Linked DNA regions of Mus musculus: regions 1, 2, 3 and 4 are each linked to region 5. The links are chromatin contacts, called in public HiChIP or PLAC-seq and promoter capture Hi-C maps. All regions are on one chromosome and are shown on one strand. The core of a region is the stretch at or near the end of the contact, and the rest is flanking DNA. Distances in the headings are between cores, read along the strand shown.

Region 1 (4,554 bases), core at 88-2,587, 620 kb before region 5:
GCAGAAGCCATCTCTACCATGACTCAAGGAATATAAGAAAAACCAAGAGCTAATTCATCGGGAATTGCTAACGTATAGAATTGGAAATGGATTTAATTTATATATATTTTTGGAGTAAACAGCTCACACTGTAGCCTGGAGCTCCTAGCAATCCTCCTGCCTCAGGCTCCAGAGTGCTAAAATTACAAGCCTACTGTCAGAAACCTTGCAGGATTTTAAAGAACAAAATAGTAAGGACACATAAGCAAAAAATGTGCAAGAGAGTGGATTTTGAGTGTACCTAGCCCAGGAATGTAGACCATGCCACTGGCTGAAAGCTCTTCCTAGGAAAACAGGATACTTAAGAAAATACAAACGGAAGAAATGAACTGGGCTTGTCAGTGGTGCAGTGAGATAATTAGAAATTCAAGGCCAGCCTGGGCTGAATTAAAGGCCAACTTGGGCTGGACAGAGAGACCTTGTCTTGAATAAACAAAAACCAAATACAAAACAGACAGGTAGGATAGAGAACCCAGAAATGCAGTTCCAAATTCATGATTTATACACCCACAGATTCAACTGTTATCTGTCTGTCTGTCTGTCTGTCTGTCTAACCTACACCTCTACCCATCCCATCTAGAAGATTGCATCTGTATTGAGTAGTAGACTTTCCCGGCATCATATTCCCTAACTTAGGTCTTACTGCTGTCTCACAGTATTTTTATTGTATTAGGTAGTTAGGTGATCTAGGAATTAATCAATGAAGCCTAGAGAATTACAGACCCTATGCAAATACTGTGTCATATACAATATTATGTCTGTATATATAATAGACCTAAGCATCTGCTTGAATTGAATATTATGGGGCATTGTAAAGGCAATACACCAAAGATACTGAAAAAAGACTGTATTTTCAAAGATCATATTAAGGGTAGCATCTAAATTTTCGTGGAAACCAGACAATTTAACCAAGGTCTTCGGAAAGAACTCGGTCATATTAATGTTTACTCTATATATTTTATTTATATATAATTATTATTTTCTACCTCCCCCCAGGGTATCTCTGTGTAACTCTGGCTGACCAGGAACTCGCTTTGTAGACCAGGCTAGTCTCGAAGTCACGAATCCACGTGCCTCGGCCTCCCGAGTGCTGGGGTTAAAGGCGTGCGCCCCACCACCGCCCAATTTAAATATTTAATTTTTTATAACTAGAAAAAGGAGCGTGCACATCTTGGGACACAGTTTCAAACTAGTAAAAAGAAGCCTCTTAGGCCACACCTTCGTTCTGTTTCAATGACTACATCACAAAAAACGTAGCCAATGAGAGTGGGCTGAGTGGCGGCTCAGCCAATGGACCTAGAGCGGGAGATTCGAAAGCGTCCGGGTCGCGGGGTAAACCGGTTCTCCGTGTGCGAGCGCCTAGTGGCGTAGGCTGCGGCTTTGCGGGGAACTGCGGGGGCTGCAGTGGTCCACGGGGCTGATCGGGTTCCGTTGGGCGGATCCACGTGCCCGCTATCCGCCTGGAAGGAGAGGTGCAGGAGTACCCCCGACCTTGGCTGCGTGCTGACTCGCTTCCTTCTGCCCGCCCAGGCTTGCACTCCCCGGGGATCTGCCTCTGCATCTCTTGCCTTCGCTGTTGTTTCCCTCTCTGTCCAGCTCCCCTCCCGCTCTCGCCCTGGAGAATGGCTCAGAAGGAGAACGCCTACCCGTGGCCCTACGGCTCAAAGACGGTAAGGTCCTGGCCACATTCCCCGCCCCACGTCCCCCGGAAGAAGAGTCCATGAAGATAGAGGCTGGCCTTGCAAATGGCCGGACTCTAAGCGTTTCCGACGTGTGGGCCTCAAGAATTTGCTTGCAAAACTCAGTCTGATCACTTGCAGTCTTACCGTAGCAGATGTTGCCAACCTGAATCTGAGGGCTTCCGTAGAGCTGAGCCTGCTCGTCACGTACAATAATAGTTGGGACTGAGCAAACATCATCGTGCTTTCGGGTCGTGAATCTCACTCTCGAGTCTGAAAAAATTAACTACACAGGAAATAGATTATAGAATAGAAGGTTACGGTTTAAAAGGTTCCGAATGATCTAAATATTTATGTACGGCCCTGGGTATGAAACCCCAGAGCTTCCAAGTTTTGATGTACCATCCATACTACACTCCAGCTTTGGAATGTATCGTACTGAGCGGTGGGAAGTAAGAATCCAAGTAGATTTGAAATGCTGTGTGTATGTGCGTGCGTGTGCGCCACACTGGAGATAGTAAGCACGGTGGTGCACACCTGTAATACAGCACACCCGTAACGCACTTGGCTACATGATGGGATCCTGTGGCCACCCCCAGATGAAGAGCCCTTCACTGTATATAGTCTGTTCCCTGTTGGTGGGACCTGAGCATCCTGGACAGTCTATCTCTTTCCTTGTCCCAGCTTCCTCCTCTGTGGAGCCCTGAGTCAAACTGACAAGCGTGCAGTCCTGTTACTTTTACCCTGATTTACTATCACAGGAAAATATCTATTACTCAGAGAACTTTGAAAGTGAAGTGACCCAAGTGTAAACATATCTTTTATTCTCCTGGCCTAATTTGTCATCCCCGAGGGTCACAGTGTGGTCAAATATCCTGCAACACCCCTAAAGCCATCAGTATCCCTATGTTCTGTTCCTAGAAAGAGATGAAGTTTTGTTTCAACTTCACAAGCTCAGGCTCTTACATAAGCCTGGGTGATGTGTTTAGAACTATCCAGACTGGGCAGTGATGTGCCTGCGGTGGGCTGGGGTCAGGGGAATTGGTGTAGTAGCCTCTTGCCTTGGGTTGTTTTGTCATTCGTTCATTTACTTTGCTTTTTAATTATTTTTGTGGAGGGTGATGTTAAAACAAGGTCTTCTAGCTGGGCGGCGGCGGTGGTGGTGCACTAATTTAATCCCAGCACTTGGGAGGCAGAGGCAGGTGGATCTCTGAGTTCAAGGCCAGCCTGGTCTACAGAGTGAGTTCCAGGACAGCCAGGGCTCCACAGAGAAACCCTGTCTCAAAAAACAAAAAACAAAACAAAACAAGGTCTTCTTTAGCTCAGGCTGCAGGCTGCCTTTCTCCTAACCAGGAGCCTCCACCTCCTTAGTGCTGGGGTTGTGGATGTGTGCTGGACGCTCTCAAGTTGTTTCATTCTTTTTATTCATTTTATTTTTGCAAGTTACTTTTGTTTTTCTCAAGACAGTTTCACTGAGTAGCGCTGGCCATCCTGGAACTCAGTCTGGCCTAGAACTCAGAGGTCTCCCTGCCTCTGCCTCCCAAGTGTGTGCCACTGCTGCTGGCTGCCAGTTGTTTCTTAATAACCCCTTTCACGTGGAGCAATGAGTAGATTCTTGGCTAGGCAGGCAGACCGTGCTGTATCAGTATTGTTCTGTGAACTGTGAGTGGATGGGTCCTTTAGCAAGCAGCTGAAATGCGCCTTGTAGCATATTCTGGCCAGGTTACCGGGACAAGGACGCCCTCAGAGTCACCCTTTGCTCCTCAGTCTCAGTCTGGCCTGAACACGTTGTCCCAGAGAGTCCTACGGAAGGAGCCCGCCACGACATCTGCGCTTGCTCTCGTGAACCGGTTCAACAGCCAGTCCACAGGTACCTTGGATGATGGGAAGAGGGAGGTGGGGGGGGAAGCTGGGAATGTCAAAGGATGGACTCAACATAATTCTCTCTCCTTAGCTGCCCCTGGCCAGAAGTTGGCTGAGAACAAGAGTCAGGGCTCCACTGCCTCGCAAGGATCCCAGAACAAGTAGGGAAACTTAAACAGTGATGGGGGAGAAATGGGGGAGGATAAGGGGAGCACGGATAGTGAGAGATCAGCCACCTGGAGACTCTGAGCCAGCCAGCTAACTCTTCCCCATATTCCCGCTCTTCTAATCAGGCAGCCTTTCACTATTGACAACTTTGAGATTGGGCGTCCTTTGGGCAAAGGCAAATTTGGAAACGTGTACTTGGCTCGGGAGAAGAAGAGCCGTTTCATCGTGGCACTCAAGATCCTCTTCAAGTCTCAGATTGAGAAGGAGGGGGTAGAGCACCAGCTTCGCCGAGAGATCGAAATCCAGGCGCACCTGAAGTATGCTGTCACCCTGACCCTGGTCCCTCTGCTAACGGGATCACCTCACTCGACTGTCTCTGTCTTACTCCGCCTAGACCACCTGCCCCACCCAGCTCCTAGATGCAGCCTGAAGCTTCTTTTCTCCTTGCATCCCCCAGACATCCCAACATCCTTCAACTCTACAACTACTTCTACGACCAGCAGAGGATCTACTTAATCCTGGAATACGCCCCTCGCGGGGAACTCTACAAGGAACTGCAGAAGAGTCGGACCTTCGATGAGCAGCGGACTGCCACGGTCAGGGCCTACCTGGTGTGGGATCTAGTGCCTGGGCCATTGCTGGAAACAGAGGGCCTAATTGCCTCTTGTGTGGACCCTCACAGATCATGGAGGAACTGTCAGATGCCCTGACCTACTGCCACAAGAAGAAGGTAATTCACAGAGACATAAAGCCGGAGAACCTGCTGTTAGGTCTGCAGGGAGAACTGAAGATTGCAGACTTTGGC
Region 2 (4,528 bases), core at 1,828-4,327, 650 kb before region 5:
AAACACATGAAACTCAAGAAGAATGAAGACTGAAGTGTGGACATTATGCCCCTCCTTAGAATTGGGAACAGAACACCCATGGAAGGAGTTACAGAGACAAAGTTTGGAGCTGAGACGAAAGGATGGACCATCTAGAGACTGCCATATCCAGGGATCCACCCCATAATCAGCTTCCAAACGCTGACACCATTGCATACACTAGCAAGATTTTGTTGAAAGGACCCAGATGTAGCTGTCTCTTGTGAGACTATGCCAGGGCCTAGCAAACACAGAAGTGGATGCTCACAGTCAGCTAATGGATGGATCACAGGGCTCCCAATGGAGGAGCTAGAGAAAGTACCCAAGGAGCTAAAGGGATCTGCAACCCTATAGGTGGAACAACATTATGAACTAACCAGTACCCCGGAGCTCTTGACTCTAGCTGCATATGTATCAAAAGATGGCCTAGTCGGCCATCACTGGAAAAAGAGGCCCATTGGACACGCAAACTGTATATGCCCCAGTACAGGGGAACGCCAGGGCCAAAAAAAATGGGAATGGGTGGGTAAGGAAGTGGGGGGGAGGGTATGGGGGACTTTTGGGATAGCATTGGAAATGTAATTGAGGAAAATATGTAATAAAAATATTAAAAAAAATAAATAAAGGAGGCTGAAGTTGTAAAAGAGGCTTTAATATTGGGTGTGGGGGATTCATGCTTTGAAGAAAAGAGAAAAAAATACGCATCTCTGATATAATAGGGGATATAGTTTTAAGTTCCACGTTTTTGTGTGTACAGGATAGCTTGTAACCCAGGCTGACCTTGAATCCCTGATATTCCTATCTTCATTTCTCAAGTGCTAATTGTGGAGTTGTAACATCAAATTTTCACTGTATCGTTCAAGCTGTCCTTGACATAATCTTTCTAGGTGGCTGAAACTACAACAAACCACCACACTGGCTCCAAACGGTTTTTTTTTTTTTTCCTGATTTTTCGAGACAGGATTTCTCTGTGTAGCCCTAGAACTCACTCTGTAGATCAGGCTGGCCTTGAACTCAGAAATCCGCCTGCCTCTGCCTCTGCAGTGCTGGGATTAAAGGTGAGTGCCACCACGCTCGTGCCACCACGCTCGGCCAAACTTTTCTTTTATCAAGAGCTTATGAACCTGTCCTGCTGATACAAGCCTATAATCTCCCCAGAGGAGACAGGAAGATCAGGGGTCCCCCTTGGCCAAAGAGCAAATTCAAGATCCAATATGGTGCTATAGGATACACCACCTGTCTCAAAACAACAAACACAACAGAAACATAAAACAACAAAACAAAACAAAAACAAACAAACAAAACCTCTAAAAAGCCTGTTACTGAAGGCAATGCTAGTCATTGACTAGGTAGCTCCATTTTGCTTTTAAGTAGACACTGGGTGTTTATTTATCATTTTCTTTTTTCCTTCCTTATGAAGTTGAGTCTTTCCTCCCTTCAGTAAATTTGAATGTCAGGATCAACAGGCCTGCTTGAAGAATGTCTTAAAAGAAACTAATAAAACCCCTTAAACAGAGACTCTCTTGTGCTACAAAATCTTTAGTTGAGACACGGCTACTAGGGTGGGGCTTTTGCCCCAACTTCTCTTTCATCACCACAGTGCATATTTCATGACAGAAGGAGTTGTTTGCATCAAAAGTGAAGCTGAATGAAGGGATACAGTAATTTGCAGGTGTAATACTTTGTTGTTTTTCTTTTGTTTGTTTGTTTCCAAACAGGGTTTCTCTGTATAGCCCTGGATGTCCTGGGACTCACTCTGTAGACCAGGCTGGCCTGGAACTCAGAAATCCACCTGCCTCTGCCTCTGCCTCTGCTGGGGTTAAAGACATGCGCCACTACTGACTGGCTACTTTGTTGGTTGTTTTTTTTTTTTTTTTTTTTAATGTAACCCTGGCTGCTTTAAACTCAGGAAGATTCTCCTGCCTCCTGAATGCTGGGATTACTGCACTGCCACATGGTTCCTTTTCTATCTTGCTTTTTATGTGTTTGAGTGTTTTGCTTGCATGAATGTATGTGTACCACGTGTGCAGTTACTCAAAAGGTAGCGCCAGAGCCGGGCCACCTTTAATCCCAATACTCGGGAGGCAGAGGCAGGTGGATTTCTGAGTTCGAGGCCAGCCTGGTCTACAAAGTGAGTTCCAGGACAGCCAGGGCAATAGAGAGACCCTGTCTCGAAAGACAAAAAAACAAAACAAAACAAAACAAAACAACAACAACAACAACAAAGGTAGCGCCAGGTCTCCTGGAACTGGAATGCCAGACAATCTCCTCGCTTTGCTTTTTCTTCCTTTCTTCTTCCTTTCTTCCTTCCTTTCTTTCTTCCTTCCTTCCTTCCTTCCTTCCTTCCTTCCTTCCTTCCTTTCTTTCTTTCTTTCTTTCTTTCTTTCTTTCTTCTCCATATATTTTGCCTGTTTTCCCGTCAATCTCCTTGCCTCAGAACAAGAGGGTTTTTGTTTTGTTTTCTTCAATGAATATACCCCGATCCTATGTGCCTGCCACATAGATGAATTCTGTTTCCTCCGCCAGTACTGAGCTCTTGATTGCCTGACTGACTGAATTAGGAAAAGCAAAGGCTTTCATGAATTGAGTCACATATGGCCACCAAATTCTTTAGCAAAAATTAGTTCTAGACATTAGAGTAAAAAACAAATTTAAAAAGACTTGCTAAATGCAGCAGTGGCTTAAGTCCACTGCACATATCACATATGCTAATGGTGTCCCGTGGCTCCCTTTTTTGTCCTCACTTCGTAGTTCTGGCTGGCCTGAAATTCACTATGAAGAGCAGGTTAGGCTGAAACTCAAAACTCGCAGAGATCCCCCTGCCTCTGCACCCGGATTGCTGGGATTAAAGGCACATGCGATATCCCATCTAGTCTGTGGCTACTTTTAAATTGCACATCTCTGCTTGACAAGATCAGGGAGACTGAAAATTTTAGGTGTTATGAGCCAAGTGACTGTGCGCTCGAGCGGTCTCCCGCCCGCCCCACCCCACGTGAAACACTAGGATCCGGACGCGCCGTCACTATAGAAGGAAAACAGGCCAGATCTGGTGACGCACATCTGTAATTCCCGCCTTTAGGAGTCAGAAGCGGAAGGGTCGCTGCAAATTTAAGGCCAGTAGGCTCCTTACGGCAAGTTCACCGCAAAAGGTCCCTGACGCCCCAGTACCCTGGTGGATGCAGAGGGAAGAGGCAGTGCTGCTCCCTGACGTCACAGGTTCCCTCCCGTGAGCACTTGCGCCCGGAGTTCGCGCGTTCTTCAGGGTAGGGGTTTGGCTCATCATGGCTGCTTGCCGAGCACAACCACCTACCTCCGTGAGTGCTGTTTGTGTGATTCTCGTGGGTTTTTTGTTTTGTTTTCCCTTCTTGTCCTGAATTTCTTTTCTTCCTATACTCCTTCCATCCATTGCCCATGGTCTTGGCCTGGGGAGCGGAGGCTTTTCCGGCCCTTTGTTCCAGGGTCGACCTAGCCTGGAATACGTCTCCGCCCACTGTCGAAGGTTTACGCTCTGTGGGAGATTAGCCTTGCTGGTTGTTGTGGTTACAGGGGCCCTCTGATTTAGCTGGTTTGGGAAAGGAGAAACGCCCCAGTCCTTGGATGGGTACCCCGGTTAGCTAAGCGGGAAAGCATCAGAAAACGGTACTAGGCAGCAGAAGCCATTTTGCTAAGCAAGAGTTAAAGCAAATATCGTTTGAAAAGCTAAATGCCATTGGGTGGAGGTGGAGGGGTCAGAAGGAATAGTGAACTGTCTTGACTTGCTAAGCAACAACTTCTTGGTAGTTGTTAGTGGTCTTTTTATGACAGCGTCACGTTAACATCACCTGGTGCTTGCTATGTAATTCACTGGGCTAGCCTCTACATGTCTCGCACTTGGTGGCCCTTTTTGGACAAAGGAGTGGTTGTTTGAGATTTGGGTCTTACTTTACTGAAGTGTACTGTGGACGGTTGAGCTGAAAGACCATGGTTGAAAACAGAGTCTATGGTATCTTCTTCCACTACAGCAGTGTTAGTGTTGGGGTACCAGAGGTAAAGAGAAGGCCAAGCATGGTGGTTTACACCTTTAATCCCAGCACTGAGAGGCAGACAGATCTCTTGTGAGTTCGAGGCCAGTCTACATAGTGAGTTCCATGACAGCCAGCGCTATGATGAGAAACCCTGTCTTGAAGAACAAACAAACCCAAAGGAGTAAGACATTAGAATTTAAAGGGGTGGATATTGTAAATGACAGGGAGCCAGTTAAGGAGTAGCCAAGGATTCAAGCTAGCTGGCTGATCAGTGAACATGGCTTTAGTGCTGGAGTGGTTTTAAAGAGGACATTTGTGCTGCAGTGCTGGGCAGAGTGATGAGACCAGCTCTCAGGAGAGAGAACTCTCAGCTAAAGGAGAGATCCTTGAGCAACAGTCCTCTTTTAAAGGTCGTTCGTTCAAGGTAGACGATGCAGTCGGGTGTGGTGGTCCAAGCCTTTAATCCCAGCAGTTGGGAGGCACAGGCAGGCAGGCCTGGTGTATAT
Region 3 (4,523 bases), core at 1,190-3,689, 700 kb before region 5:
GACAAATGTATCACGAATTGAGCAATAAAATAAAATATGATGGACTGTAACTCAAAATATAAAACAAATATCCATGAGTCCATAGGGATATCAGTAATATAAATTAATGTGTAAATTATGTATTAGTGGGAACAAACATCCACTACAAAAGACTTCCATGTATGTGTTCTGTTTTCACGGAGGGGATAAATAGCTGTCCCCCATTTTTTGTTTTATTTTTATTTTACTCTATTTATTTATTTATTTATTTAGGTTTTTTGAGACGGGTATTTTGTTTTTTAAAAAAGATTTTTAAAATATTTATTCCTGTCTATGTATGTATACATGTGCATGCAGTATCTGTAGAGGCCAGAAGGGGGCACCAAATATCACTAGTAATTTGTCAGTTGCTTTGTGGTTGCTGAAAATGAAATTAGATTCTCTGAAGGGGTGGGAGTGTGTGTGGGGGGGTAGAATAACTCATGCCTTTAATATCAGCACTCAGGATGCAGAAGCAGGTGAATCTCTGAGTTCGAGGCCAGCCTAGTCTTCAGGGTGAGTTCCAGTACAGCCAGGGCTACACAGAGGAACCCTGTCTCAAAACAAAGCAACAAAACTGGGTCCTGTGAAAGATCAGCCACTTGCTCTTATTTGCTGCCTTTAATCCCAGCACTTGGGAGACAGAGGCAGGCAGATTTCTGTGAGTTTGAGGTGAGCCTGGTCTACAGAGTGAGTTCCAAGACAGCCAGGGCTACACAGAGAAACTCTGCCTTGAGAAAGAATAAAAATTACTTAAAAAAAAACCAAAACAAACAAATAAACAAACAAAAAAAACCTTAAAATCTGTCAATCTCTTGGGCATCTGGTATTAAAGACAGAAAGTGTCACCCAGTAATGCTGAATGTTAAGCACCCAGGGGGACTTAGTGAAAGAATGTGGGGGTCCACCTGCAGAGTTCTTCTGGTTCAGGGAGTTTCCAGTGAGACTGGATGTATTTCTAAGTTCTCAGGCACTACTGCTGCTATAGCCACCATACTTTTGAGAACCCTAGGCTTTAAGCTCAGGGTGTGAAGCCAAGTGTGGTGTCACCCAGTAGGGCAGCAGGCTGGAAATCTTCAGCACTCCACATGCTGAGGCAGGAGGATTTTGAGTTTGAGGCTCCTAAAGGCTACACACAGCAAAGTTGTCTGGCAAACAACCTAAGACTCAGATCTGCCTCTCTCCCACCCCCAAGCTTCTAGAGTTTCCAGTATCGTGAAGTAGGGAAATTAACCACTAGCTAAGAACAATAGGAATGTTTTTGAGGTATTCCTAAAAATAGGTATGTTTGAGGAACAAAGTAGAATGAGGCTGAATAGGGACAACTTGAAAAGCCATCAGAAGATGCTCAACCTGACCTGAACGTCACCAAAGAAAGCTGCGGGGACCTCGGGGAAGTGGGAAGAGTTCTGTCAACTCCAGACTTCCCAGTAAATTACTGAGCGTGTAACACAAGGGCAACCTCTCCTTTGGAGTATGTCCCACAGATATTATCTCATTTTACAAGGGGTTCCTGAGAAGATAAGAAACTTGCCCACGGTCATCTATATAGTAGGAAGGAAAATATAAACCGGAATTCAGCGCTAAGCAGGGTAGTTGACTCAGGTGAGCCCTCTGCTTCTTCCTGCCGCCCAAATGACGCCACCTAAACTCCTACCTTCTTTCTCCAAGCTTTCTCTTTAAGCTCTTTTCCAGCCTCCCCCCCCCCCGGGCTCTTTCATAATTATTCATACGAATGAAGCAAGGACAAGAAACAAGTCTGTTTCTGTAACCTAAGCCTCGCTGAGGAGGAGATGGAAATCCTTGTCTTGACCTGCCCGGCCTCCTCTAGGTCATTGTGACGATCAAGAGCTTAATAAGATCAAGGTTTTGTTTTTTTTTTTTTTTTTCCCCTGGCTGGCCTTCAGGCCTCCCTCCCTGGGCGCCCGCAGCTGGCCACACCCTGGTACTAGACCCTACAGTTTACTCGGCCTTAGGGGATGGGTGCTGTCCAGCAGGTGTGTACCATCGCCCCGGCGGGCGGGACTGCAGTTTCCGGACTATCCTGGCATCCGAACAGCGCTGGGCGTGTCTGCGGTCAGGCAAACCCCAAACAGAGATGACCTGGGATTGAGGACGATCGCAGAGAGCCCGCCACCCACAGGAGTCGCTGCCCAACCCTCCGCGCTCAGCCTCTGCATCCCGGCCCACCCCAGTTCCTGGACAGTGATTAACAAAAACAAAAACCAAAAACATCTCCCCGCCTCCGGCACCCTCCCAATGCCAGGCCTGGGAGCCGGGGCGAGGAGAGTTAACCCAACCCGTTTTAGTTGAGGCCGAGGGCCCGGCCGATGGCAGCGCCTCCCATTGGCTGCTGAGCCGGCTCTTCGCTGATTGGCTGAGGCGCTCGGCTGCAGCTCTTGGAGAGTCCCCATTGGCGCTGCGTTCCAAGGACCCGAGAGTGGCCGCCCGGCCTCTGCAGACTACCTCGGGTAAAGGTGCTCTAGCTCCCGCAGCTACTTTGCCACGCTTATTCTTAGCCGGAATCCTAACTTCTTTCACAACCCTCCTCTCGCTGTTGTCGAGCCACCTTCGGCTTTTCCCTCTGATTCTTTTTCTGTTGTTGCTTTTCTTTTTCCTGCTTCTCCAGCTACCATTTCGTAACTCCGTTTTCCTAAGATACGCTCTGGTACCCCCATCCTAGGCATTCCCACCTGCCAGCTTCTAACTTCTGCTCCTCCCTGATCTCAGTTCCCTTGTCAACAGGGCCTTGTTGCCATACCCTACTACACTCCTCTTTCTTTCCTTTTGCTACCTTCTGATCCCCAAACTCCCTCTAACCTCACTTGACTTCTTGACATTTGACCCAGACAATTTAGCTCTCTTAAATTTCTACCTGTTGCAGCCTGGGCTTCAAAGAGCCAGGTGTTGTTCATATCCATCCCTGCTTTCTGAAGCTGTTTCTACCTTTACCATGGACTTCTTAATGAGTGGTGTAGCAGCCTGTGGAGCCTGTGTGTTCACCAATCCCTTGGAGGTTGTGAAGACCAGAATGCAATTGCAGGGAGAACTGCAGGCCCCAGGCACCTACCAGCGCCACTACCGAAACGTCTTCCACGCCTTCTTCACCATTGGCAAGGTGGATGGCCTAGCTGCCCTGCAGAAGGGCCTGGGCCCTGCGCTCTTGTACCAGTTCTTGATGAATGGCATCCGACTGGGCACCTACGGGCTGGCAGAGTCTCGGGGTTACCTGCACACTAATGAAGGCACCCACAGTCCTGTCCGCAGCGCCGCAGCTGGGGCCCTTGCTGGGGTCATGGGAGCATATCTGGGAAGCCCAATCTACATGGTAAGAAGAGGGGTCTGTCTGGTCTGGGGCTTTCAGAAAAGACTTTTGGCAGAGGGTGGGAGCCTGCCCTTTACAAAGGCATTGGTGACAGGGTGCTGTGCCCCATAAGCAGAAAATGGCACAGGAAAATGCTGGCAAGCTTCAAGGCCTTCTGATCTGCCTTATACACAGACACCCAACAGACTCTGCAATGTGTTGATGAAGATTACAGACTTAGCGTAAGGAGAACTCCTTTGAGTTGGGGTGTCATTTGTTTGTTGAGGCAGGGTCTCCCTATATTGTAGTATCAACACTTGCTCTTGTAGCCCAGCCTGGCTTCTAACTACAGTCCACCCTGAGTCTTCTCAGTGCTTCAGTTAACAGGTATGCATCCTAGCGGTATGCATTCAACTGAACTTTGAATCACACTTCCTAGCACTCATTGTTGCCATGTTGATAAGACAGGAATAATTATAGACTCTTGTGAAGTTGCTGAGAGGACTGAAGGAGACACATGAGATGTACATATGAAGGGTTCATATAGATCCCGGCAGATGGTGGGCATCTGACAATATTCCTCTCTTCTCTTCTCTTCTCTTCTCTTCTCTTCTCTTCTCTTCTCTTCTCTTCTCTTCTCTTCTCCTCTCCTCTCCTCTCCTCTCCTCTCCTCTCCTCTCCTCTCCTCTCCTCTCCTCTCCTCTCCTCTCCTCTCTCTCTCTCTCCTCTCTCTCTCTCCCCTCTCCCCCTCTCCTCTCTCTCCTCTCTTTCCTCTCTCTCCTCTCTCTCCTTTCTCTCCCCTCTCTCTTTCCCTCTTTTCCCTTGATACAGGCAGAGCCTGGCTATATGACCCAGGCTAATGGGAAACTCACTAGGAACCCAAGCTGGCGTGAAGCTCTTGCTCCTCCTTGCCTGTGCCACCCAGATGCTCTGATTACCAATATGTGCCACCATGCCCAGTGCAGCTTTTACTGTCTTATTCCTGGGGCTGACTTTGTGTAGAAGGATGAGGAATCTGAGAAACAGGCGTCACGAAGTGTAGGTCAGGAAAGTCCCGGGCATCACAGAATTGTACACACTCTCACAACTTGCTCCTGTGAGTTATCAGATGGTGAAGGGCTGGAAGCCTGGATCCAGAGAGGGTTGGTGTCCTGCTCAAGGTCACACAGCTGTTCGTTACTGGGACTAGGCCAGGCTTAGT
Region 4 (4,826 bases), core at 499-2,998, 900 kb after region 5:
CTGCTTCCTTACACAATCCAGGACCACATGCCCAGGAGTGACACCACCCACAGTGGGCTGGGACCTCCCACATCAATGACCAGTTAAGAGAAGGCTTCACTGGCTTACCCACAGGCCAACCCGGTGAGGGTGTTTTCTCAGGTGAGGTTCCCTTTTCTCAAATTGCTCTAGCTTGTGTCAAGTTGACATAAAAGTAGTCAGCACAGCTGGAAGTTGGAGAATACTCCAGGGCAAAGAGAAGTAAGTGCAAAGACAGGTAAGAGGTGTTCTGGGGGCTTCAAGTAGAATATATTTCATTACATCTGGAGCAAGTTTAAGTATGGTTTATTAGAACATAAGACCAGAAAAGAAAAATATATATACATAAGGTCAAAGAAACAGCAGAATCTTGAAAGTCTTTGATATCACTACCCACAAGGCAGTGGGAGTCATCAAACGGTGTTTTTTTTTTTTTTTTTTTTTTTTCTCATTTTGTTTTTTTTTTTTTTCCCCCTGTCATTTTATAGTCCAGGCTAATAGAAAATGTAATCCTCCTGCCTCAGCTTCCTGAATGGTGGGGTTCAGAAAACCGTTTTAAACAGGACAATGATGCCAGATTTAAGTTTTAGAAAAAAAAATCACTTCTGGATAATGAAGAATTTAATCGAAGGTGCCAGGCAGAGAGGCCATGTGGGAAGGCCAAATGGGGATTGTGGCTTGCATATCAGGGGCAAGGTAAATGAGTCAGGAGAGTACCCGGAGCAAGTTTGAATGTGCACCCAAATGTGCCAAGAAGCCTCCAGAGAATTCAAGCTCACCTAAGCAATGTTTATATTCATTTTCAGAGGGAGTGTTAGTGTTGGAAGAGCTCTTGAAAACTCAGAACCTTCTCCCCTCAACTTCATAGAGAAAGAAAAGCCCAGAGGCAAATTTGCTTGCTCAGGGTCAGACAACACATTAGTCAGTGGCAGAACATGTCTGTCTATAGTTACAAAGCCTCACCCATCCTCTAGTGAGACTAACCGGCTGGAGGTGCTGTGCCAACAGGAGTAGATCTGAGGAGCTGGAAAAACATTTGAAGGGATTGGATACAGTTTCTTCTGCTTTACCACTAGCAACTCCAGGGATAGTTCTTTCCTGCAGAACACTGTGCTAAGAGAAGCAGATACAGACGTGTGCAGTAGGAGTGCCTATCTGCTCCCAACATCCCCACTCCAGCCTAGAAAGGGAGTAAAGGGCAGACAGTAGCCCCGTCCTTCCCTCCCACGTGGTTTCTCCAGCCAAGTTCTCACGGAGTGGCCCCTCCTTCAGCGGCTCCACTGTTACCATGGCAATTGGGTGGGTGGACAGCACGTCCTATCTAGAGGCCAGCAGCCCTCGCGTGGGGAGTTACCATAACAACCCCCCTAGTAATAGAGGGGGTTGGGTCCCGCCTCCCTTCCCCCGCAAATCGAGAGGTAGGTGGTTTGATTGGCAGCTGGGCACACGAAAGAGGGAAAGGGAAGAAAAGGAGTCAAATAAAGATCAACGAAGGAACTAGAGGAGAGGAGGCAACAATAATAAAAGGGGGAAAAGGAAGGGAAGGTGTATGCGCACGCGCACCAGCGGGTGGTCGCGCTCCTTCCACTCCAGGCTCTAGCGAGACTGGGTCCGCGCTCGCCCTCCGCCCGCTCTCCTGCGCCTGCGCGCAGGTGTCGGCGCCCCGCAGGAGGGGGCGCCCGGCGCGTTCGCGTCACGGTCGGCTCTGCGCGTGCGCAGGGCAGCCGGCGACTCGGGTTGCAGGCGCGCGGGTGAGAGCGCCTGTCAGCCGCTGGGTCGGTCCTCCCGCTGGCCCTCCCCCTCCCCGGCCTTCGGGGCAGGCGCGGTGGAGCCCGCCCCTCGAGTCCCCCGATGGGGGAGAAGCGGCGACGGCGGCAGCGGAGTGAGCGAGCCGGAGCGTGAGTGGCCCCGCGGCGGCCATGGGCGACCCAGCCCCCGCCCGCAGCCTGGACGACATCGACCTGTCTGCCCTGCGGGTGAGCACCACCCCAGCCTCGCGCCCGCGACCCCTGCCCTTACCCCGAGCTCTCGCCGCCCGGGGGTTCGCCCTCTGGAGATTCTGGGAGCCAGTTTGGTCCCCACCCTGTGCTGCCCTCCCCCACACTTGCGTGCCACCCCTACCTTGCTGCTGGGATCCGAGTCCCCTCCTTTATAGGCGTTTGAGGGTCACCTCTGGTGTCCCTAAACACAGCCCTGCATCACCTGCAGAGCCTTTCTTGTGTCCCCCCTCTCTCGGCCCTCATGTCTGCTTCCTCCACCTCCTCTTCTGGCTCCTGGAATTTTGACTTTGCAACTGCCTCAGCCTCCCCCTCATCCCTCGTTTTCTTCCTCGCCTACCCCTAAATTGCAAGTTGGGCGGATTTCACCTCCTCGCTCCACCCCACACACCTCCTACGTCTCCATCCCACGTTCACTTTCCCTATCCCTTTTCTCGTGTTTCAAGTGCAGCTTTTCAGACCCAGGCATTTCCGGTCTCGGGGTCCCTGAATATTACATTACTAACTCTGCAGCCGCGTGGGGCTGGGAGGACAGACAAGTGCACAGTGGGAGGAAGGGAAGCCTGGATTTCCTCGGAAACTCGGGCCGGAAGACGATGTTTACATACATGTACAAGCACACACACACACACACACAAACACACACGCACACACAACACGCTGCCTGAGGTCAGTAGGGAGGGAACTAGTGGGAGTGGAGGCAAAGGAGAGTTGGAGGGAGGGGTTCATTAGGGAAGCGGTTAAGAGGAAACAACTGTGTCAGGAATGCTTTCAAATAACCCATTTATTGTTCCACGTGGGGCACTTACTCTCTCTCCTCCCGGAATTTTCAGTTCAGCATTTGTAAGTGTTCTCTAGCGGGCAGCTTTGTCTTAAGGGCAACATAGAAATTTCAAGGTGAACCATTCCAGACTGTCTCCCAGGTGGTGTTTTGATTCCATGCCCGGTGAGCTTTCCCAACCGGCGGCGTAGGTGTAGCTAGAGCAGGATTCCCCACCTCATGCTTACCTTCTCAGAAGGTCTCTGTACACATTGGCTTCTGGCTTGTAAATTACCCAGGGAAAAGGCAGCCACCTCACAAGTGCCCCGGATATGACTGGAGGGGAGAGAGAATTGAAGAGAGCAGAGTCATGTTGTTAATTGGGTTTCTCTAGGTGACACAGTTTTTTTTTTTTTTTTTTTTTTTTTCCCTCCCTTGCCATTCAGGTCATAATTTGTTTGGTGCAACGTTGGGTTATGAGACCTGACTTACTGGAGATAACTTTCTGGAGAACAAGACTGAGTACTGGATCTCCCTCTTTCCTCTCTTCTCTCTCTCTCTCTCTCCCTCCCTCTCTTCTTCTGTCCCCCTCTCTCCTTCTCTCTCCCTCTGTGTGTGCCTGCGCTTGCTTTGACAGGGGAGGCTTTAGATCAGCTTAGTCAGTGTTTAAACTGGGATACTCGAGTCCTTTGGGATGTAAGATGGAAATCCAGGTTTTGAGTAAAGTTTTAATGTGCTTGCATTTGGAATGCAATTGCAAACTGAAGTTGTTGATTAACTCTGGCCGCAGGTTGTCTGGCTGTGGTGACCATAAAGAAACACTGTCACCCAGTGGGTAGGTGCAGGCAGTGACCTTTGATTTTTACCTCTGGTCCTCTACTGCTCTTTTCTCTTGGTTTCTCTGGTAACTTTATCCTGGGCCCCCAACTTGGGATTTCCAGAAAATTACTATTTGCCCTTGGACATGGTATTTCCCTCCGTGAAGTATGTTAGCCTCTTTCCATGCTTACTCCTCCGGGGGTTCCTCTCCTTCCCTTCTAGAGAACTGGGTGACCTTTTCCTTGTACTTCTGTCTGTCCTGCCTTCTGCCTCTGAAGAAAACAGCTCATGTCTCTCACTCTGGTACTCCAGGACCTGTGGAAGAGCTGTACTTTCTTGAATGGGGCTGGAAAGGCTGCTCTCTCCTTGCTGGCTTCTCTCTCAATTGCCAGTCCGGTCCGACACATCTGTGAGAACTGCTTGTGGCTCTGTCAGGCAGCTGGCCCAGTCACACCTTGTTCTTCTGTTCCCGTTTTCTAGTTAGGAATGGAACCATTGGGAGAATTAACCAAGTGTGCAAGCCTGGTGTCAGTGGTTGGGTTAGGGTGAGGGAAGAGCATCCTTAGGGTTGAGAAGCTAGCCTCTATGACCTCAGATGTCTGTCTCCTCTTGTTTCAAGATAAGGCTTGGTTTTCAGCTGACGGTGAGAGTAATAGTCTGATATTAGAGGAAGACTGAGTTGCACTAATCTCTTAGTAAGGTGACCAGAAGGACCTGCTACTTTGTTACCACACCACCCTTGGCTTCTTGGGCTGTTTGTCCATCAGTATGGTGGTGTAGTGTAGTGGGGGATGAACATGAGTCCAGTTGCTTTTCTGAATTGAAACCCCAGCTTCCTTACCTCCTGTAAGATACAGACGTTGGTTTGTTATCCTTACCTCCCTTCCTTCAGACTCTGCGGTCTAACTTCCCTAAGCTCTGTTTTCTTGCCTGTATGGTGGAATTGGCAATAGCATTAGACATAGTTACTGAAGTTAAATGAAATGGTGCACAGTAAGTATTTAGCTCAGTTCCTAGCGTAGAGTGACTGTATTACCAGTCAGAGAAGCCTCCTAGAACTCTAATAACACTTCTCTGCTTTATGTCTCTATAAAATTATTTTTTTCCATACTTATTATCACTAGTTGACATAGATCTATTTCTGTCGATCTTGACTAAAATGTGGATGAAGGCTGGAGGTATAGCTCTGTAGTAATTGTCTGCTTAACATGGTGACACACTAGGATTTTCAG
Region 5 (4,355 bases), core at 733-3,232:
TACTCTTAATGAGGAAAGAAAGGAGTAGTAGGTACCATTCATGTTTATTGATTCCCCACCCCTATTATAAAATCTCTTCATTGTGTTCCTAAAGACAGAGAAGGAAGGTAACTGTTGAGTCAGTGGCATGGTGAAGAGATGAGGCGCTCCTTGGTGGCTTACACAGTGGACTGGGGCAGATGCTCAGAGGGGCTGGTAGGTTGATTGTCGTCTGCGGGTGATGCAGAAGGCGATGAGCACCAGGGTGAGGAGGCCGAGGAGGACCAGGCCAATGATGAGAGGCAGCAAGAGGGACTGGTCACGGTTGCAAGAGAAACCTGGCAGAATAATGGGATCCCTGAGAATTGCTGCAGTGGTGGACGGGCTAAAGGTGGGAGGTGGGGGAGGACGGAAGAGGAAAGGGGATGAAGAAAGGCTGAGGAGCCAACCCATAGGTGAGAGCAGTCAGCAAAGGGGAAATAAGGCAGTCTTGTAGAGGAGGCGGAGGTCTAGAAAAAGAGTTCTGGGGAAGGTTTCCAGAGCAATGGGAGAGCTCTAGGAAAGAAGAAGTAGGTAGGGCTTACATGGCCCGAAGTGTCCCTTGTCAGGCAGCTGAGCAGCCTGTAGCCTTAGAGAGAGCAGGTCAAGGTGAACAGCTGGAGAAAGAACTATGCTTGCATTTCCACAGCAGAAGCTTTGGCCCAAGGGAGCTTGGAGCTCTCGAAGAGATGAATTCTGCGCCATGAATGTCCACTCTGCAGTAATTAGTAATTAAGAGTCAAATCCAGTCCTGACTCCTGAGTCCTCCCCACCAGCCCAGCACGCCCAGCCTAGACTTTTAGTGTGGTAAGGAGAAGAGATTACTCACGTGCTGCCTGTGGGAAGGACACATTGTATTCCACCGCCATGTAGTCCAGGTAGACTGTACTCGGGCTCTGATGTAGGTCCTTAAGGTGAACAGAAAGACTCAAGGCATCAGGGACAGAGGCATCCATGTCCACAGAGCAAGAACAGAGGCTCCGGGGGTACAGGTATGGGATATGGAAGAATAGAGGATAGAGACAAACTCAAGCTGTATACCTGTTTGAATCCAAAGGTAAGCTGTCCATAAGGAAATGAGAGAGACAGGTGGGGATGGGTACCGTCACAACCTCCCTGGACCTTGGTTTTGTTGGGATTCAAAACAGATATGCCCCAAGCCTGTAGAAGTGCAATGGTGGGTCTGAAATCACAAGAATGCTCCATCCAGTTTATCCCCTCCTCTTCTCTTCCTCTTCCCTGCTGAACGAGCCCAGGACTTGCCTCTTGCCCTCTTTAAGCCCCACTTTAGCTTTACCTTTCTTCCACCCTGAATTGGGTATAGGATTCGGATTTGAATTTGGGCTTGGAGCTGAACACAAGGCTGGGAGCCGTTGGCCCACGTGTAGTTCCCAAGAGCCCCCTTGGACCTTGGACTAGGCGAGGGTGGAGGTGGTCCAGGGTGAGGGCCAACAGTGGAGGATCTTGGACTAGTAGCAGTGCCATTTGTGGTGGGAGAAACTGTGGCATGAGAAATTGTGGCATTCCCATGACTGGTGGTGGTGGCAGGGTTATGAGTGACAGTTGTGGGTCCGGAGCTGGTGTGAACTGTGACATTTCCGTGACTGGTGGTGGTGGGCCTGTGGCTGGTCGTAGGGCTGGCTGTGCTTTCTGTGGCTGTAGGTGTCATCGTGAAGGATGGCAGGAGAGTAACGGCCTTTTTGTGAGGACAGTCTTCCTCTGTTCCTTGGGCTTTCAGTAAGAGATTGGTTGGCCACCCAGGTGCAGGCTCCTGCCCATGAGCCCTCCCTCCCCCACCTCCCATTTCTCCTTACCTATAAGCGGTCCTAGCAAGATCAGACACACAGGGAGCCGCATGGCAGAGATGCTCAGACCAGCTAGGCTACACCAGTTCCTTCCTCAATCCAATCCCCTTTGCCTTCTCTTGGAAGAGGAAATGAAAAGCCTCACTTCCCTTAACTAAAATAATCCCACCCCAAACCTGACTCAGACACCTCAGCTTTAGCAACCCACTCAAGCCATTGGTTTTCACAATTAGGCTGTGATTGGCAGTGACGTTCTCAGTGGGCGGTACAAAGCCTTGGTTACCTCGTGAGAATGAGGCAGCTGACTCACACGGAACTTACCTAAGCAAAACTTGCTCTACTTGGGAGCTTACAATGCAGCAGAGAAATGGGAAGCCCTTTCCTCATTGGTAAGAAATGCAACCCCACCCATGCACTCCAATCCTAGCACAGGAGGCCGAAGGCAGATGTAAGAGGTCAGCTTAGCCTATTTATTTAGTTGCAGGACAGGAAGAGCTACAGAACAACCATCTCCCTACATCCCCAAGGTGAGTTGACACCTACATCATCTGGGCTAGGCCTAACCAACCAGTTGAATTTTTTTTTTTTGGTTTTTCAAGACAGGTATTTTGTGTAGCCTTGGCTGTCCTGGAACTCACTTTTGTAGACCAGGCTAGCCTCGAACTCAGAAATCCACCTGCTTCTGCCTCCGGCAGAATGCTGGGATTAAAGGCTTGCGCCACCATACCCAGCCAGTTTAAGTCTTAATGCAGCAAGTTTCACTCATGTCTTGTGCCTAACACTGAGGCAAATTACCAAATGTTAGTAATGTGGGTCATTTGGTATTGCAGGAAGCAACATGGCAAATTCAGTAATCAACTAGTATGGGGGCAGGTGATCCACACTAGCAGGTAGGAGGGAAGGGAAAGAAACAAGAAGCCCAAACAGGCAGTTTCCAAGTAATTTTATTCAGAATTTTGTGTTTGTTTCCTGAATCAATAAATACTATACAAAACAATGTAAAAATGGCTACCATTTTCTCTCCCCTGCTCCCCTCACCAGGGGACAATTCCCTGGACAACCTCACTCAGGGGTTCTCCCTGTAGATTTGGTCCAGCAAATGAGGCCAGCCTTGTTTTTTAGCCCCTTGACTCACTTTTGGAGATTTGGCTGGGGTAGGAAAGCCTTTAGGAACGAGGTGACTAGGTTAGGGAAATGCATTAGTGTTTGGGGGGGGAAGGAGACGGCGCCTGGGGCAGAGCCTACCCCAAAGAAAAGGGTGTCTAAAATGTTCACGGTTCCTTCTTTTTGCCTCAAAAAGTGACATTTATTCATAGAGAAAAAAAACTGAAACAAAAAAAAAAAAAGCCAAAACAAAAACAAGATGTCCATCCCTTGGCTCCCTCCCCTCCCCCCTCCAGCTCTTCCTTAGCCCCACCCCAGGACTGAACCCTGGGCTAGGGCCAGGTCGCAGGACAGCCCCTCAAATGAGGTCAGCAACGTTGAGGGGCATCTCTTCAATGGAGGTGTTGTAGAAAGTCTCAATGTCTCGAAGAGTCCTCTTGTCTTCTTCGGTCACCATGTTAATAGCCACACCCTTACGACCAAACCGACCACCTCGACCGATTCTGAGGGGGGTAAAAAGGATGATGGAACACTTGGGTTTCAGCATAGGGGTTGTTTAGTCTGTCAGACCTAGACTTACCTGTGGATGTAGTTTTCCCTGTTGGTGGGAAGGTCATAGTTGATGACTAAGGAGACCTGCTGCACATCAATGCCTCTGGCCTAGGTCAGGAAAGAATATAGCCATCAGAGGATACAATCTATCCTAATTAAGTAGGCATACATGTAGGCAGCCAGAGGAGGGCAAAGGAAACAAGAGTTTCTTGTCCACCAGAGACCTCAGGCACGCCTGGTTTTCTTCCAAGTTGCTACGTTCCTGAAAAGGGCACACAGTCAGCCCTTTGGAGAGGGAATCACCTTGGACTAACTTAACTTGTCTTCCTTTCTTTCCCTGAAAGCATCTACTCACCAACAGGTCAGTGGTAATTAATACTCTGCTAGAGCCAGACCGGAACTCCCTCATGATCACATCTCGTTCCTTTTGGTCCATATCTCCGTGCTGGAAAACAAAGAGGTAGAAGCATTTGGCACAAGGCTCCCAACACAGACAGACACACAGAGACACATAGCCATTAAAACTCACCATGGCAGAAACAGTGAAATCTCGGGCATGCATCTTCTCGGTGAGCCAGTCCACCTTCCTTCTGGTGTTGATAAAGATGACTGCCTGGGTGATGGTCAGCGTCTCATACAAGTCACACAATGTGTCAAGCTTCCACTCCTGGAGATTCAGAAGTCAGGGGTTACACTCAACAACTTACTACCAGGTCTGCCTCCTGCACTGGGCCTCACCTCTCGTTCCACATTGATGTAGAATTGGCGGATACCCTCCAGGGTCAATTCTTCCTTCTTGACAAGAATCCGAATAGGGTCTCTCATAAATTTCTTGGTCACCTCAAGGACATCAGAAGGCATTGTAGCAGACAACAA

Evidence for each region. HiChIP or PLAC-seq counts read pairs in DNA pulled down with a chosen protein or histone mark. Capture Hi-C pulls out chosen DNA fragments and counts their contacts.
Region 1: an H3K4me3 HiChIP or PLAC-seq map of embryonic limb bud shows a contact between it and region 5, with 5 times the contacts expected there. The contact joins the promoter of Aurkb here to the promoter of Cd68 in region 5. A contact is called at or near these places in 6 of 39 promoter capture datasets (the C10 cell line, cranial neural crest, embryonic stem cells and 2 more), 2 of 484 Hi-C or Micro-C datasets (erythroblasts and large pre-B cells), 14 of 115 datasets of contacts at active chromatin or transcription factors (the 230-238 cell line, astrocytes, effector CD8 T cells and 11 more) and 3 of 9 other capture datasets (adipose tissue, liver and pancreatic islet).
Region 2: a contact with region 5 is called in a promoter capture Hi-C map of adipose tissue, with 2.1 times the contacts expected there. The contact joins the promoter of Ctc1 here to the promoter of Cd68 in region 5. A contact is called at or near these places in 2 of 39 promoter capture datasets (embryonic stem cells and pre-B cells), 1 of 484 Hi-C or Micro-C datasets (B cells), 3 of 115 datasets of contacts at active chromatin or transcription factors (astrocytes, memory CD8 T cells and pancreatic cancer cells) and 2 of 9 other capture datasets (adipose tissue and liver).
Region 3: a FOXA1 HiChIP or PLAC-seq map of pancreatic cancer cells shows a contact between it and region 5. The contact joins the promoter of Slc25a35 here to the promoter of Cd68 in region 5. A contact is called at or near these places in 1 of 484 Hi-C or Micro-C datasets (rod photoreceptor) and 1 of 115 datasets of contacts at active chromatin or transcription factors (pancreatic cancer cells).
Region 4: a contact with region 5 is called in a FOXA1 HiChIP or PLAC-seq map of pancreatic cancer cells. The contact joins the promoter of Mink1 here to the promoter of Cd68 in region 5. A contact is called at or near these places in 1 of 39 promoter capture datasets (cranial neural crest) and 1 of 115 datasets of contacts at active chromatin or transcription factors (pancreatic cancer cells).

The regions. Positions count from the first base shown.
Region 1 is chr11:69,044,300-69,048,853 of GRCm38.p6, forward strand. Aurkb (aurora kinase B) reads left to right here and starts at 1,338. Exons shown (of 8, transcript NM_011496.2): 1 at 1,338-1,709; 2 at 3,486-3,588; 3 at 3,673-3,742; 4 at 3,875-4,066; 5 at 4,207-4,345; 6 at 4,432-4,554. The coding sequence starts at 1,662.
Region 2 is chr11:69,012,834-69,017,361 of GRCm38.p6, forward strand. It overlaps Ctc1 (CTS telomere maintenance complex component 1), which reads left to right and starts at 3,078. Exons shown (of 23, transcript NM_001013256.2): 1 at 3,078-3,332. The coding sequence starts at 3,300.
Region 3 is chr11:68,965,692-68,970,214 of GRCm38.p6, forward strand. It overlaps Slc25a35 (solute carrier family 25, member 35), which reads left to right and starts at 2,440. Exons shown (of 5, transcript NM_028048.2): 1 at 2,440-3,346. The coding sequence starts at 2,972.
Region 4 is chr11:70,561,133-70,565,958 of GRCm38.p6, forward strand. Mink1 (misshapen-like kinase 1 (zebrafish)) reads left to right here and starts at 1,749. Exons shown (of 33, transcript NM_001045964.1): 1 at 1,749-1,994. The coding sequence starts at 1,938.
Region 5 is chr11:69,664,188-69,668,542 of GRCm38.p6, forward strand. It overlaps Cd68 (CD68 antigen), which reads right to left and starts at 1,983. Exons shown (of 6, transcript NM_001291058.1): 1 at 1,833-1,983; 2 at 1,316-1,749; 3 at 1,060-1,179; 4 at 848-926; 5 at 564-734; 6 at 26-317. The coding sequence starts at 1,875. The coding sequence ends at 184. It overlaps Eif4a1 (eukaryotic translation initiation factor 4A1), which reads right to left. Exons shown (of 11, transcript NM_144958.4): 7 at 4,218-4,355; 8 at 4,009-4,146; 9 at 3,835-3,924; 10 at 3,508-3,587; 11 at 2,749-3,430. The coding sequence ends at 3,286. It overlaps LOC115487878 (a small nucleolar RNA gene), which reads right to left and starts at 3,789; the gene lies at 3,647-3,789.